2 separate regions of the Mus musculus genome follow, and region 1 is linked to region 2. The links are chromatin contacts, called in public HiChIP or PLAC-seq maps. All regions are on one chromosome and are shown on one strand. Each heading gives the region's core, a stretch centred on a gene start, on an enhancer-like site or on the middle of the called end of the contact. The rest is flanking DNA. Distances are from core to core; before and after follow the strand shown. Region 1 has its middle 25 kb from the start of Hyal6. Region 2 holds the start of Wasl (WASP like actin nucleation promoting factor).

The links. HiChIP or PLAC-seq counts read pairs in DNA pulled down with a chosen protein or histone mark.
Region 1: an H3K4me3 HiChIP or PLAC-seq map of intestinal crypt epithelium shows a contact between it and region 2, with 10 read pairs. The contact joins the enhancer-like site here to the promoter of Wasl in region 2. A contact is called at or near these places in 2 of 39 promoter capture datasets (the 3T3-L1 cell line and trophoblast stem cells), 10 of 484 Hi-C or Micro-C datasets (the HL-1 cell line, cortical neurons, embryonic stem cells and 5 more) and 8 of 115 datasets of contacts at active chromatin or transcription factors (the 230-238 cell line, embryonic stem cells, intestinal crypt epithelium and 3 more).

What each region holds. Positions count from the first base shown.
Region 1 is chr6:24,706,135-24,709,607 of GRCm38.p6, reverse strand. No RefSeq gene overlaps it. Among named protein-coding and RNA genes, the nearest start is that of Hyal6, 25 kb to the left of the region's middle. Within about 2 kb of position 1,902, at least 36 of the 459 cell types and tissues checked have an H3K27ac peak or open chromatin away from gene starts, as enhancers often do. A contact at or near this core is called in the HL-1 cell line, intestinal crypt epithelium, intestinal villus epithelium and 4 more, where this site is marked.
Region 2 is chr6:24,663,617-24,667,251 of GRCm38.p6, reverse strand. Wasl (WASP like actin nucleation promoting factor) reads left to right here and starts at 2,257. Exons shown (of 11, transcript NM_028459.2): 1 at 2,257-2,716. The coding sequence starts at 2,609.

The DNA of each region.
Region 1 (3,473 bases), core at 653-3,152, 43 kb before region 2:
ATTGGTGTATGTGTGTAATATATTCTTCAGGAACCGAGGCAAAAGATCAAGTGTACAAAGAAATCCTTGGCTGCTCAGAGACATCTAGACCATCATGGGTTATAGGCACTATCAGATATAAAACAAAGTGTCAGTAATCGATGATTGGCTTTGAAACCAAGACGCTTACTGCCTGACTCTTCTTGGTCAAGGAATAGTCAAGTTTGGAGTATGACCATTGAGAAGCATATTCCAAAATTAAAATTTTAAATTCTGGTAGACTTTCCCTACCCCAGTGTATGGTTCCACACCCATATGCCTATGGGCAGCAGGAATTGGACTCAATGAATTATTTTTTAAAAGGGGGTGTGGGATATTAAGTTGGAAGAAAGAAATATTGGCATAGGCAGGAGAAGTTAAGATGGAGAAAAGGAATATGGATGGATATTATCAAGCTACATTGTACACATGTGTGGAAACGTCAAATAATAAGTTAAAATTCATTCAAAAAAGGTTTAAATGAGACCTGTCCCTGTTAAGGAGTATTGCAGGACAGAATTTCAGATCCTGGGATTAGGACTATTATGTAACTGCTTGTATACAAGAAAGCTTAGAAAAGGTAGGTGATTCTTGCAAGGATGGCTTTGTTTTGTCTTTTTATTTCTGTGCAAGCACTTGACTCTTTTGGAAACAAGGGACTGAAAGTTTTTGCTTTCTGGAGGATAACAGTCGGAGGCTGCACATACTGGCAACGTTTTCAGTTTAATCTACTGCACAGCACTTTGGTAGGTCAGCATTCTGTACTTCATGGCCCCACACTTTCATTCAGCTCAGAGGTCAAGAACCTACAAAGACCAAGGGGAGGCAGAGGTATGTTTGGGAAAGAGAAGTTGGACTCCTTGTTGCCTCAGTGAGATACTTTGCCCCACATTCTCTTGCAATCTTCAGATCATTATGATATAAGTATCATCGTTCCCATTTTAAAGATGGGGAAGCTAAGACTAAGGAGTTTATCCAGCTCAAGGTAGGTTAGCCATCAAATGCTAAATAAGTAGAAAATTGAATGCCAATCTTCTGAATTACAATTTACATATTGCCTACAATCCCATAAAATAGGCACTGTGGCTGTCTAATCCCAGTGAGAGGTTGTTTTGTTTTGTGCACTCTAAAAAAAAAACCAACACATTTAATATGTAATAGATGCTCACGCCACAACTGTTTAAGCGAATGATAGACTGAGAGTAAAGCACCCACTGGTTTGGACTAAGGAGAAGAACGCTTCCTTTCCTGAACTCAGGGAGTCGGGCATAATTAACAGCCTGCTAGTCGCCAGATTGGAGGATGTCACAGCTCGGGAGCTGCTGACTCCATTCTAAAGTATTTACAGCACTAAAGAATGATGGCCACATAACCCTGCCTTGCCACTGCGAGAGTTTCCTGGAAACATGGTCCTTATGTCCCATGGAGTTGGCAGCCACAGTGAAAACTGGCAAGAACAAATCAAGGCTCATTACAGAGTTAAGGTAAGTATATTCATTTGTAGCAAAATACACTCAACAAAAGCTCTTTAAAAGAATCCTCACTAAAGAAGTTTCTGGAACTCTGTGGTTTGTTTGTTTTTTTCCTTGACACAAAGTAACTCCACAGTAATCAGTTTTGAATGCTGACAGTCTTGTTTTCTTGTTGGTTTCCTATTTCCGACTGGTCTCTTTCCCTTCTTTAGCAAAATAGAAATATTCCAAAATAATCCTTTCCAGGGACTCTGTCAGCAGCTGTGAAACCTCGAAACTTCTGTTTTCCCCTGACCAGCCCTGTAGTGAGGTCACACTGAGGCCTGTGGCACATGTTCTAGTTGAGCCAAGTGAGTGGTGTCCCTGCTAGTGAAAAATGTAAGGTTCTATATGAGCCTCACAGCAAGGTATATAAGCCTAATTGTGATGTCACTGCTAGCTAAAATGTCTGCACTGGGGCCCTGGCTACCTTGTAGTTTGGACTAGGGCGTCTGACAACTTATTGTCATAAATAGCCTGAAATGAAAGCATTTTCTAAAGATAAACTTCAAAGAACTAAAACTACAGTAAAATTTCTTATTCTACTGATGAAAAGTAAATGATATTCAAAGGCCAGAACTGAATTTTTATTTAGAGAAATATCATGTTGCTATAATGTAAATGCACGAGCGTATACACACACACACACACACACACACACACTCCACAGAGTGGCCAAGTTTGTACTTGAGGAAGTTCTTGCTAAAATAGTTTATGAGACTCCTACTCCTTTTATTGAAAGGGTGTGTCCAAGGGCTGTTGCTCATGGTGGTGAGTCACTATTTCTCGGGTGCAGGGTTAGCACACCTAAGGAAGTTTCTCTTCAAGCTGTTAAAGGTTTTGCTGCCCTTTGTGTTATATCACGATGGACTGACTGCCTGCTATCTTATAGTCAGAGTAGTTAAAACCAGAGGTCAGATTTTAGTCTCCTTTTGTTTCTCTGTCTCCTTAACCTGCCCCCAGCAGCTCACGGCTTATCCACACTTATCTTAGGTTGCTGCTCTATACAGTTCTCTTCGTGAAGACACAAACACCTCAGTTAGCTGACATTTTAATTTTCTACAAGGCTTTTGTCACCTAGCATTCCCCTGAGAAAAAAATATTTCACAATGATCCTGGAGCTAGTAGAATAATCCCATCTCTGTGCCTTGGCATTGAATTTTAGCAGATGCAATGTTATTTTTGTTCGTTGGTTTTATTCTGTTTCTCACGATTGACTTTACCTAACCACAAAGGCCATGATGTGCAGACTCAGGAGACGGGGTCTCTGCCTCCTCTTCTCCTTCTTAGCCTCAAAGGCTTCTGTTATGGTATGCAATAGTATTCTTGCCAAAGGCCATGTATTTAAAGCTAGATTAGAATCAAAGTGATGAGATGGTGAGAGTGCTAGATACATCAATGAATCATCCATGAATTTCATTGGTGGATTCATAGCTGAATGGGCTACAATGAGGAGGTAGAGCTCAGAGGAAGAAGTAGATCACTGAGACATTCCTTTAAGGAATATAAATTGTCCCAAGCCACCCCCCCCCCACGCCTTATCCACCATTAGCTAACCCAGCTCTGCTCCATCAAGTGTCCCCACTATGGTTCTCTTTTACCTCATTTCCCAAATCAGTGGATCTCAGTGACTATGGCCCGAAACCATATGAACTGTGAGGCAAGCTTTCTTCCCCTTAAGCTTGTTTAATCCCAAATACTTAGTAGTCACAGTAATTCAGACTCAGGGACTGACACAGGCTCCTCACCATGTGGCTGGATTTTAGATGCTTGGAGTGTCCACCTGGTTAGCCAGGAACTTCAGCCTCCTTATATACCTTCAGCCTGTGGCTGTGTTCCATAAAACGCTCCAGTTGTCTTGTTTGTGAAGTCATTTCCCTTCAGGCACAGGTACTGGTAAGTCATAGCCCTTCAGTATCCTCTGATTAGCCTACCGAGAGCCAC
Region 2 (3,635 bases), core at 1,008-3,507:
CCCCTCCTATGCCACCTCCCTACACACATTCTTAAAATAGTTTTAATTGCTTTTTTGGGCTTTGTTGTTTGTGGTGTGTGTGTGTGTGTGTGTGTGTGCGCGCGCGTGCGCGCGCGTGCTCTTGCATGCACTCTCGTGCACTCACATGAGAGAGAGAGAGAGAGAGAGAGAGAGAGAGAGAGAGAGAGAGAAATGAGAGAGAAATGAGAGAGAATAGAATCCAGGACCTTGTGCACATTAAGCAGTCATTCTCTGGTCTAGGTCCTATCTAGCTTCTTGGATTTTACTAATTAACAGGCCTGTCTACAATTATAATATTAGCAGTTTGGTTACTTTAGCAAAATGGACTAAAACAATCTGGCAAAATCTGTAGCCTGATCACTAAGAAAAAGAATATGTTCTAAACTCATGGACATAGATTTGAGAATTGTGTAAGGCTGTGAATTAAAGGTTTTTGAAAAATCAGGCTTATATAAAATAGATGTAAAAATACATGCTTCAATACTTGATCCTCTAAGACAAAGATATACATAGCAGACCACTAGCAAAGATGGTGAAAAGGGAGACAGGCCGTGGGTACTCACTGTGTATCAGGTACACTAGCACATGGTTTTCTCTCTACATTTTTAAAGTAGGTCTAACTGTCCCAAGTTCCACTATACTACCTCCATGAAACAGTGATTTTATTTTACAGATGAGGAACCTGAGACAGAGAAGCAATTCCCGGATGTATTTAAACAACCGTCTAACTGGAACTTCAACCTTGAACCAACCGCAGCCTATGTTTTTGGATAAGGAAGTGTTCGAGTTTGAAAATGTCAGGGCTGAAACATTTCTCAAGAACTTGTGATGATCTTGGCTGTCACCATGCTTTCAGTTGATAAGAGGTGCATTTTTAACAAATCATAAACTGACTCATCTTCCAGGTTTCTTAGCCCCACGGTTCAAACATTTCTTGTACTTCAAATGGTGCCTTTCACAAACCTACTATTTTAAAAAGTTTTGCCACTTTTAAAGATTATCTTTTCCGTTAACATTAACATAATTTGAGATATCCATATACTATGTGAGAACTCCTAAGAGTATATTCGCACATCCTCTGTTGTAGGCTTGCTCTTCATCACCCAATTTCATTATGTGCATTATAGGCAGCTTTACAGCTTTGTTTTCAGTTCGTCGGTAATAGTTTATCAATGTATTGAGAGCTATCAGAAATTTACCAGAGTTTGTCATAAAAGTTGAATATGCAACTGTTTAATTAGAACTAGGTAATTAGCAAACATCGTTAGTACAACTTATGTGATACGTTGTATGATTAATGTTAATAGTAGGATGTACATTTTATAGAATTCGCTGTAATCTGGTTTATCATCTCTATATTCCAATTTTTTTAAATTAAAGCTTTTTAGTTTTCAACCAATGATTTTATACTAACCTTTAATATTATGAAACACAGTAATGAATTCTCATTATTTACTTCTGCTGGGAATATTGCTCAGCTGGCTGAGTATGCACCAGGCCCTAGGTCCCTGCACCTAGAATACAGAGCCATGAAATTAACTCGTAAGGAAAAAAGAGGTAAGGTGTATTCCTACACGACATTCCCAAACGCGTGCATTCATCCTGAATTAAAGAGACAAGGTGCTTCCAACTTGAGATAGAGAAAGATTGAGAGGGGTAGTTTCCAATTCACAAGGCAAGGAAAAAACTACACACACCTATCCCACGAGATCCGCCAGGCGGGTGGTGGACGCCTTTTGCGATTCTGTTTTTGACATCTCTGAAGATGTCTATCCTGATCTTAGCAATGTCCCTCCACGCCCCGTTGGCGGCCGGGACTAAGATCCAGAAACCCGAGGCACCTGCGGCTCTGACCGAAACTACGCCGGCCGACCTTTCTCTCCAGCTAAACTAGATCTCCCTGACAGGCGGCCTGAGAGTCTCGCTTCGATGCCTAACAAACACTGGCTACGCGGACCCGACGCTCCGCAAAGGTGGGCGCTGCTGCAAGGGGGCGTCCGGCTCGGCAGTCAGTGTAGGAGACCCGCCAGCCCTGCCTCGCTCTGAGTCTGCGCACGCGCGCGGTGGTCATTGGTGGGGGCGACTAGCCTGCAACAAGACCTCAACCGGGATGAGCCTTGCCGCTTCCGGAAGGGGCGGGGCCTGGGTAGGACACGCCCCGGCACGCAGCAACCGAGGGGGTGTCCCGCCTTGCCGAGTTTCCGGCGCTCTCCCCCGCGTCCCGCGTCCCGTGGTCTCGCCCGCCCCCGCTGCCATGTTGGATTGTGCGGCTGCCGCCGCCGCCGCTGCCGCCGCCGCCGCCAGAGGACTGGAGGAGTAGGGAGTTTAGCGCAGCCGCCGGAGTGCTAGGACAACGACCATCCAGCCGGAGCTGAGCAGGGCGGGAGCCCGGAGCTTCCCTGTCGGCGCGCGGCCCGAGGGCGCCCGCCGTCATCTCCTTCCCTCGGCCTCCGCGCGCCGGAGGAGCGACGACGGGATGCTGCGGCTGTGACCGCCGGCTCGCGCCCCTGTCACCCAGAGTGGGACCCGAGTGCTCGCCCGCCGCCAGAAGTGACGACCCTGGACGCTCCACCCCACCGGCGACACCATGAGCTCGGGCCAGCAGCCCCCGCGGAGGGTCACCAACGTGGGCTCCCTGCTGCTCACCCCGCAAGAGAACGAGTCTCTCTTCTCCTTCCTCGGCAAGAAATGTGTGGTCAGTAGCCGAGACCCCCCTGTCGCCACCCCCCAACGTCTACTGGCGGGTTCGGGCTGGGGGGGAACGGGACTCAAGGGTAGGAGGGAGAAGGGGGGCAGGCTCGGCACGGCTGGGGTGCTGCTGCGGGCCAGGCCTCCAGCCTCCCGGGCCCTGGGGCTCCCCTCACCCAGCTCTCCGGGTGCAGGCCTGCCCGGCCCGGAGCCACCTCCCCCAGCTGCTGGAGAACAAGGGAGTGTCACCTCCATAGGCCTGCCCAGTAGCCCAGGTCCGCCGGGCCGGGCCGGGTCCGTGCCCTTGCTGCAGGTTCAAACTTTACTCTAGACCACAAGGGGATTTTGTTCGTGCATCAGCAGCTTAAGATCTCAGGACAGGATCCCAGCATTGGCCCTTGCTTCACTTCCCACTTCTGGATCTGGGTTATCTTCTTTAACAATGCTAGAGGTTTTAGGAATGAATAGATGGGGAAAGAAGCGAATTGGATTTTCGGTCCGCCTTAAGGATTCCGGGAGAGAATAAAGTGCAGTGCAGGTTCATGGACACTTAGGATCAGAGCAAGGGCAGGAAATGCGCCTGCTCCCAATTGCAAAAAACAAAAACAAAAAAACAAAAACGGGGTTTATTTCTCCAGCAGAAACTAGGCCTAGTTTCTGCTCTCCGCCCCACTGTGGGTTTTTCTTTTCCTCCCTGGCGTTGTGGGGTGGGGTGTAGGGTGCTGTTCGCTCCCAAGCCATGCGTAGGGAAGCGACAGTTTCTAATAGCTCACGGCCTTTGGGATCAAAAGTGGTTCTGAGTTTGGTGCTGTGAGGAGGCCCATTCCAACCCCAGATGGCGGATTGGGAGCAAGCAGTTCTGTGGGAAGGGGAATGGGTGTTATTGACGGAAGCATTCATTACGTTGGCTGCAGGCCTTTCTGGGG